Linked DNA regions of Bicyclus anynana: region 1 is linked to region 2. Evidence: chromatin contacts called from public Hi-C data. All regions are on one chromosome and are shown on one strand. The core of a region is the stretch at or near the end of the contact, and the rest is flanking DNA. Distances in the headings are between cores, read along the strand shown.

Evidence for each region. Hi-C and Micro-C count contacts between places; a contact is called where the count stands out from the background.
Region 1: a contact with region 2 is called in a Hi-C map of whole larva, with 2.5 times the contacts expected there. The contact joins two enhancer-like sites. A contact is called at or near these places in 2 of 2 Hi-C or Micro-C datasets (whole body and whole larva).

Annotation. Positions count from the first base shown.
Region 1 is chr4:18,848,602-18,851,838 of ilBicAnyn1.1, reverse strand. The region is part of intron 3 of LOC112049170; the gene reads right to left. Among protein-coding and RNA genes, the nearest start is that of LOC112049171, 41 kb to the left of the region's middle. Within about 2 kb of position 1,603, at least 7 of the 8 cell types and tissues checked have open chromatin away from gene starts, as enhancers often do.
Region 2 is chr4:18,794,030-18,797,147 of ilBicAnyn1.1, reverse strand. All of the region lies in intron 1 of LOC112049170, which reads right to left. Among protein-coding and RNA genes, the nearest start is that of LOC112049170, 8.7 kb to the right of the region's middle. Within about 2 kb of position 1,842, at least 7 of the 8 cell types and tissues checked have open chromatin away from gene starts, as enhancers often do.

The DNA of each region.
Region 1 (3,237 bases), core at 354-2,853, 55 kb before region 2:
AGGTACAGTTTATACTTAGGAGTTTATCTGATGTATGGTTGAGAAGTAAATTGGTATTGCAGTAACTTTAAGTGCTTTATAATCAGACTGCAGATCTGATAATGTTACTCCAATATAAGCAGTCGTACCCACACAAATAAAAGATCGAAATTGGACAGATTATAAATCATCGAAGGTCATTATGAAACCCTACAAAAAGCACATTAACCAATAAGTAGCGAGTAACATTGGGGCTATTCAAGGTCGGCTTAGCTAATAGGTAAACAGTATCGCTTTACATTGTCCACTGAAAGCTGATGGGACATAGCCATCTGATTGAACTACAGTTCTGGTACAATGTACGAGTAACAAACAACGTGGTATTAATGACTGATATCGCTACTACCTACGGCAAATTTTAAATTTCCCTTATAATTAATTAAGAAAGTCGCAATATACGTATAGGTAAATCCAATTTATTTAAATAAAATAAATTAAGATGATTTTCCTGTATTAATAATAAACTAGCAATTTATTATGACTATATTCTCTGTCCATCAAATGTCCATTTATGGTAATACATTATGCAAAATGACAATCACTCAATACGCGGGTTACGCGGGTAAAGTGCCGAGCATTAAACATGATTATGTCTCACTAATTCATGGTGGAACGTGGATTATGCCATTAGCAGATTAATTGACTGATTGGATGCTGATTTATCTCAGTACAAAATTTATTCCAAATAAAATATTTCACTTATTGCAAATGCGCTTTATGGAATATTCAAATGGACTTATTATTTTATATTGTAGGACGAATGGGGATGATGACTGGGTTTGAATATATTGATTTTTATGATACATTTGGGTAAATAAGGTCAATGTTAACTAATTTATACATAAAAAGCAAAGATATATATTTGCAAAATAAATAAGATTATAAAATTTCAAAATCTACTAAAAATATTTTATCGTAATTAGATGAAAATTCATACAGTTTTAGCTTTCTTACATTAAATGTGACATTTTTACATACACTACACTATAAACATAAACGCAGAAATAACAAAGATATTAGTTATTTTGTTTAAACACCCATACAAATCTAACGATCATTAATTGCCTACGATGTCATAAGTTCGTACCATTTTGTATGGGGCGTTATCAGGGATCCGCGGCAGCGCCGCAAATCTGACCCTTTAAATCCCTGTAGCTCCGAAAGTAATGATCGCAGATACCTTGTTACTTTTACAAAATTGCTCTACTATTAGCGTATTCTTAATTTATATGAAATTTAAAAAACTCTCATCATCCCTATTCAACTGTTTCAAAACCCTGCATCAGTGACTGAATTTTAAATTAAAATGTAAACGGCTTCGAATGAAATGACTAAAGGACTTACTAGGTACACTAGAAAAAATGAAACTTTGGTTTGCTTTGATTTGGTACTAGATGTTTGAACGTCACTTTATCATCTCTCGTTTCGATAATGCTCCGCGATCTGTATCGAAACGAAAATCGATCCGACTTTCGTAACGTTTCGCAAGTATTGGTCAGTAAGCCGATCCGCCGCTGCGGTGTGATCGGATCCGCCTCAGGTTCTGTCGCCGAGTCTCGCCGGCGGTCTGCTACACGCGTCTCGCATTCCCCGGCACCGCAACACACGCGCTCATTATATTCACGTCTACTCCATCAAATCGTCATGCTATTGTTTTTAATTACCACGTCTTTTATTGAGATTTATTCAAATCAATAAACAGCGTCGCCAGTCCAGAAGTTAGCCTGTGTGGATTTTTACTAAGGCTCCTTCCTGGGTTTGGCTATAAAATATTAAGACTTTCCGACTTCCAAGAAATTCTCGGTAGCAGTCCGGAGTTAACGGTGTTACACTCCCGTGTCTTAGAGAGAACGTTAAGCTATCTGCTTATGTTGATATAATATCTGATAGTGATAGTGTGGGTAAAGTAAAGGAATATGATTCCATGAGTAACGGTGATTGAAAATATTAGCTTAATCTCCAACAATAGCAAGTCTTAATGATTACAATACACAGAAGTTGTGCAACCGTATAGGTGATGCTTAGCACCGTCCGTGGGCAGACAAAGCTGGAGGCATCATCAGTGAGTCAGTGAGTCAGCCGAGCCCACGCAGCCTCAAGGTCGATTCGCGTCACGCATCACTGTGCTGAAATTATAGATGAGGAAATCTTATATGCTATTTACGTACAATTTATCATTAACTCTCAATAATATATGGTTTACTCGAAAAATCTTTTATTTTTCAACTTCATTTTATAGACTGGTTGACTACAATCTCATCTCGTGTTAAGTGACGATGCAATCTAAGATGATTGATGTCTACCTTTAGCTGGTTTGATATGACATCATCCAGAAACGCTGAATTGCTGCAGTCGAATACCAGATCATATCCTAACCAATTTAGAATACACTAGCGGACGCCCGCGACTTCGTCCGCGTAAATTTCGATGTCAACTTTACTACTACCCCTACCCTACCCTACCCCTACCCTACCACTACCCCAACCCTACCCTACCCAACCCCTACATCTACCCTACCCCTACACTACCCTACCCTACCCCTACCCCCACACTACCCCTACCCTACCCCCATCCTACCCCTACCCTCCCAGTACCCTATCCCTTTCCTATCCTACCCGTACCCCTATCTCACGCCTATCCTACCACTACTCTACCACTTAACTATCCTACCCGTACCTCTACCCCACCACTACCCTACCTCTACCCCTACCCTACTACTACCCTAAACCCGGCCCTAAACCTACTCTACCCCTACACTACCCCTACGCTTCCCTACCCGTACCCTACCCTACCCTGTAACTTCTCTATCTTACTCATTACCCTTAGCAAAATCGGTCCAGTCCTTCGAGAGTGGTGGTATGACCAAGAGAAATAGAGACTTCTATGCTAATAATATAAAGAGGTAAAGTTCGTGTGGTTGTAGGAGGTAATCTCTGGATCTACTGGACCGATTTGGAAAATTATGTTACCAATAGAAAGCTACGTTATTTGCAAGTGTCATAGGCTATGTTTGATCCTCATATTCACACGGGAACGGGAACTACGTAAATGAAAGCGCCGGGCGTCATATAGCGGAATTTCTGCGTCTTTTAGAAATTTTATATTATCTCCGAAACTATTTAAGTAATTAACATACTGTAAAGGGCAAATCTTATCTTCATAATATCCTTGTGATTAATAAATAATTTATTTTAATAA
Region 2 (3,118 bases), core at 593-3,092:
TAAAACCAAATATATTATACAGCAATATAGCGAACGTACTAGAGCAATGTGTCCGATTCTCGAATGTCGGCAAATTGATGATCTGTCAAGCACATTAAAGGAAGGACGTTGGCACCGCACGCCGTTGGAGCGATCAATAGGATAAATTGTCACGTCGCTTCGGTTACATGCGGTGTGGACAGGCACGAAATACGAGTGTGCCTGATCACGCCAACCTGACAGATTTCGTAACATTATCAACAGAGACATAATGACTTATTCATTAGAATTTTAGAAAGGCAGAGGCTCCAGTATTATGACAGGGTCTATTTTATCTATTACATATTCCATCAGTTTTAAACGTAAGCGTAGATCATTGTGTATAAATTATGACGAACGCAATCGGAAGTTCTTGTAATGTGCGAAACTACAATAACAGGTCTAATAGTAATATCATCCTCATCAATACGAAAAGGATGTTACTACCACTAATTTTAGTTATTGATTTCAACTGAACTCTATCATTAGATTAGTATGTTTTGTGCTATTTGAAACTCACTTACAATAAATATTTTTTTTAAGAAGTACGGCAGCATATCAAAATGGAGGACGAAGGTAAGTTGGCACTTGGCAGTGACTTTGACCGACCGTCGTGTCGTCGCCGTGTCTGCCTGCCCACCGAACGCAAGACAATGGCAAGGTCATGTCGACTCTTTCGACGAGTCTTGACACTGGTTTCCGCGTTTTTTACATACTCATACCTAATTTACAAAGGACACAATTTGGACATAATACCTAGATATCCGTTTACATCGTACATTATTTTGTGTCTCAACATGGCGTGCGAAGTTAACGCCTTGCCTCAAATATATATATAAATATATTCTCTATAACAGTTCCTATTTATTGAAAGGAAGGTATACCTAGTGGGATCATCAAATGGCAATGAGAATCATTATTTATATTAAGTACTAGCTGACGCGGAGCGGTTTCACCCGCGTGGTTTCCGTTCCCGTAGGAATATGGGAATAATATATAGCCTAACCAACAAACAAACAAACAAACTCTTCAGCTTTATAATATTAGTATAGATAATTTACAGGCCGGAAAAAAAAACTAGTAGAAGATAGTTATGGAACAATCTAGGAAAAGGACCTTAAACAAATAATAATATTTGTGTTATGAAAACTATAACTAATAACTAAAAAATATACCAACATTGTATCTATTCTTAATATCGTGGAGTTATCTTTCCTGCTTTATTACAACAGGTACATCAGTACGGTAAAAACCACCTCACACATTTGTTTAATTAAATCAAGAACGCAAAAGAGATGAAGTTATAGGAAAATTCAGTGTCATATTATAAAATGCATGTTTTAAAAATACAATTTAATAAATCTATATTAAAAACGTGTTTAAAGACAAAGCAATGTGCCAAGAATCTGAATAAGAAAAGATCATCCAACTGCACACGGGAAAATTTTAAATTGACATATACAATTTAGAGACAGAATATTGAGGAGAAAGCTAATATAGATGAGCTTGTACTTGACTTGATGATGATTATAGTGTGGTAAACAAGCGGCATGCGGCATAAGAAGCTAGTTATGAAATAAGACGTCCATCGTTTGATAGCGACACATTGTTCTACAGCATATGCAGTCGCAAAAACAATGTTCAACAAACATGCCTCAAGAGTTGTTTGCACTGCGTCACAATGAGTGTTTTGCCAGTTTACCCAAGTGTCCAATGCTCGATTGTTTGCGAGAAATGTCTCCTCGAAAACAAGTATAGTGTAATGATAATGTACATTATACGTCCTCCACTTGAAATTAATTGTACTTCAAAACCTGCTATCTGCGAATGTAGTGTGCCTAACCTGATGTACGTACTCGGTACTGTAAATAAATTAATCCCTTTCGAAATGAAGTCTGACGCCAGTAAATTTTATTGTTCGTTACTCATAAATATACTAGGTCGGTACACAATAAAATTATCTAACATAGTTATTTTTAAAGATTCAACTTTAAAGCAATATCTTTCATAATCTAATACATTTTACTGAGAAATGATGCATGCATGATGAGGATATGCATCCTGTCGAATTAAATTAAAGATTCTTTGACCAATGTCTATAATAGATAGGTACACCGTAAATATACAGGTCAAAATAAAACAAGTTGGAAAAGTTTGGCGACGCCGGATAGCGTCCAAATTTCTCATTTTGCATTTCTGCCAAATTGCATTTTTAAGCTTTGACCTTTGCTTTGGCACACGATTTCTGTGAAATGGAAACAACGCTATTGCGTAGTCGTTTACTATATCGCTCTTGCTAACTACCACATAAAGCATGAAGTGTTTATTCTCCTACAACCTACAAGTTATGTAACTTCTTTGTTTTTACTAAATCTAACGAGTATATCTCCGTTAGTTGTTTTAATAAAACCATCAGAAATTCGCCTTCAATTTAAACCTAAAATATTGTAACAGCATTTTTTGTGCCCAGAACAAATAAAACATCTAAAAGTACATTTTTCGCGGAAATGTTGCTGGCTTGAGTAACGAGCAAAAAACTTAATGAACAGTTTCCTAAAGTAGAAACAACTTGATGAAAAACAAACGAGTTTTACATTTTTATTTCATAATTTCTAAATTGAATCTGGCTTGTTTTACGGTTGCGGCTACTTTCTACCCTTGGTCTCAGTAACGAGCTTATATAGTTTATTCTATGAAACTCTACCACTGTTTTTATCTGCCACCAAGAAACACTGGTGGGTTCCGTTCCGGTATAAAGGGACGGTGTAATTACAGGCACATGATAGATGAGACTTAACTGACTGGAGCAGGCCAATGGATCAACCCTATGCGAATTATTGTTCTGTTATAAGCAATAGCTTATAACAAGCCTGTCTATCTAATAAGATAGACAGGCTTGTTCCGTCAATAAAACAGCAACTTCGGCGAACAGCTTCAAATATAAAGGTCTGTGATAAATAGATAACACAATTAAATTCGTGACAGATTACTGCACTGACACCCACAGGATGCGCAGTGGTGATAATGGTAATGATATCGCACTCCGAGCATGCTGCGCTCACGGCGACGCTATCAGCCACGTTGGGCAACCCGCTGATAA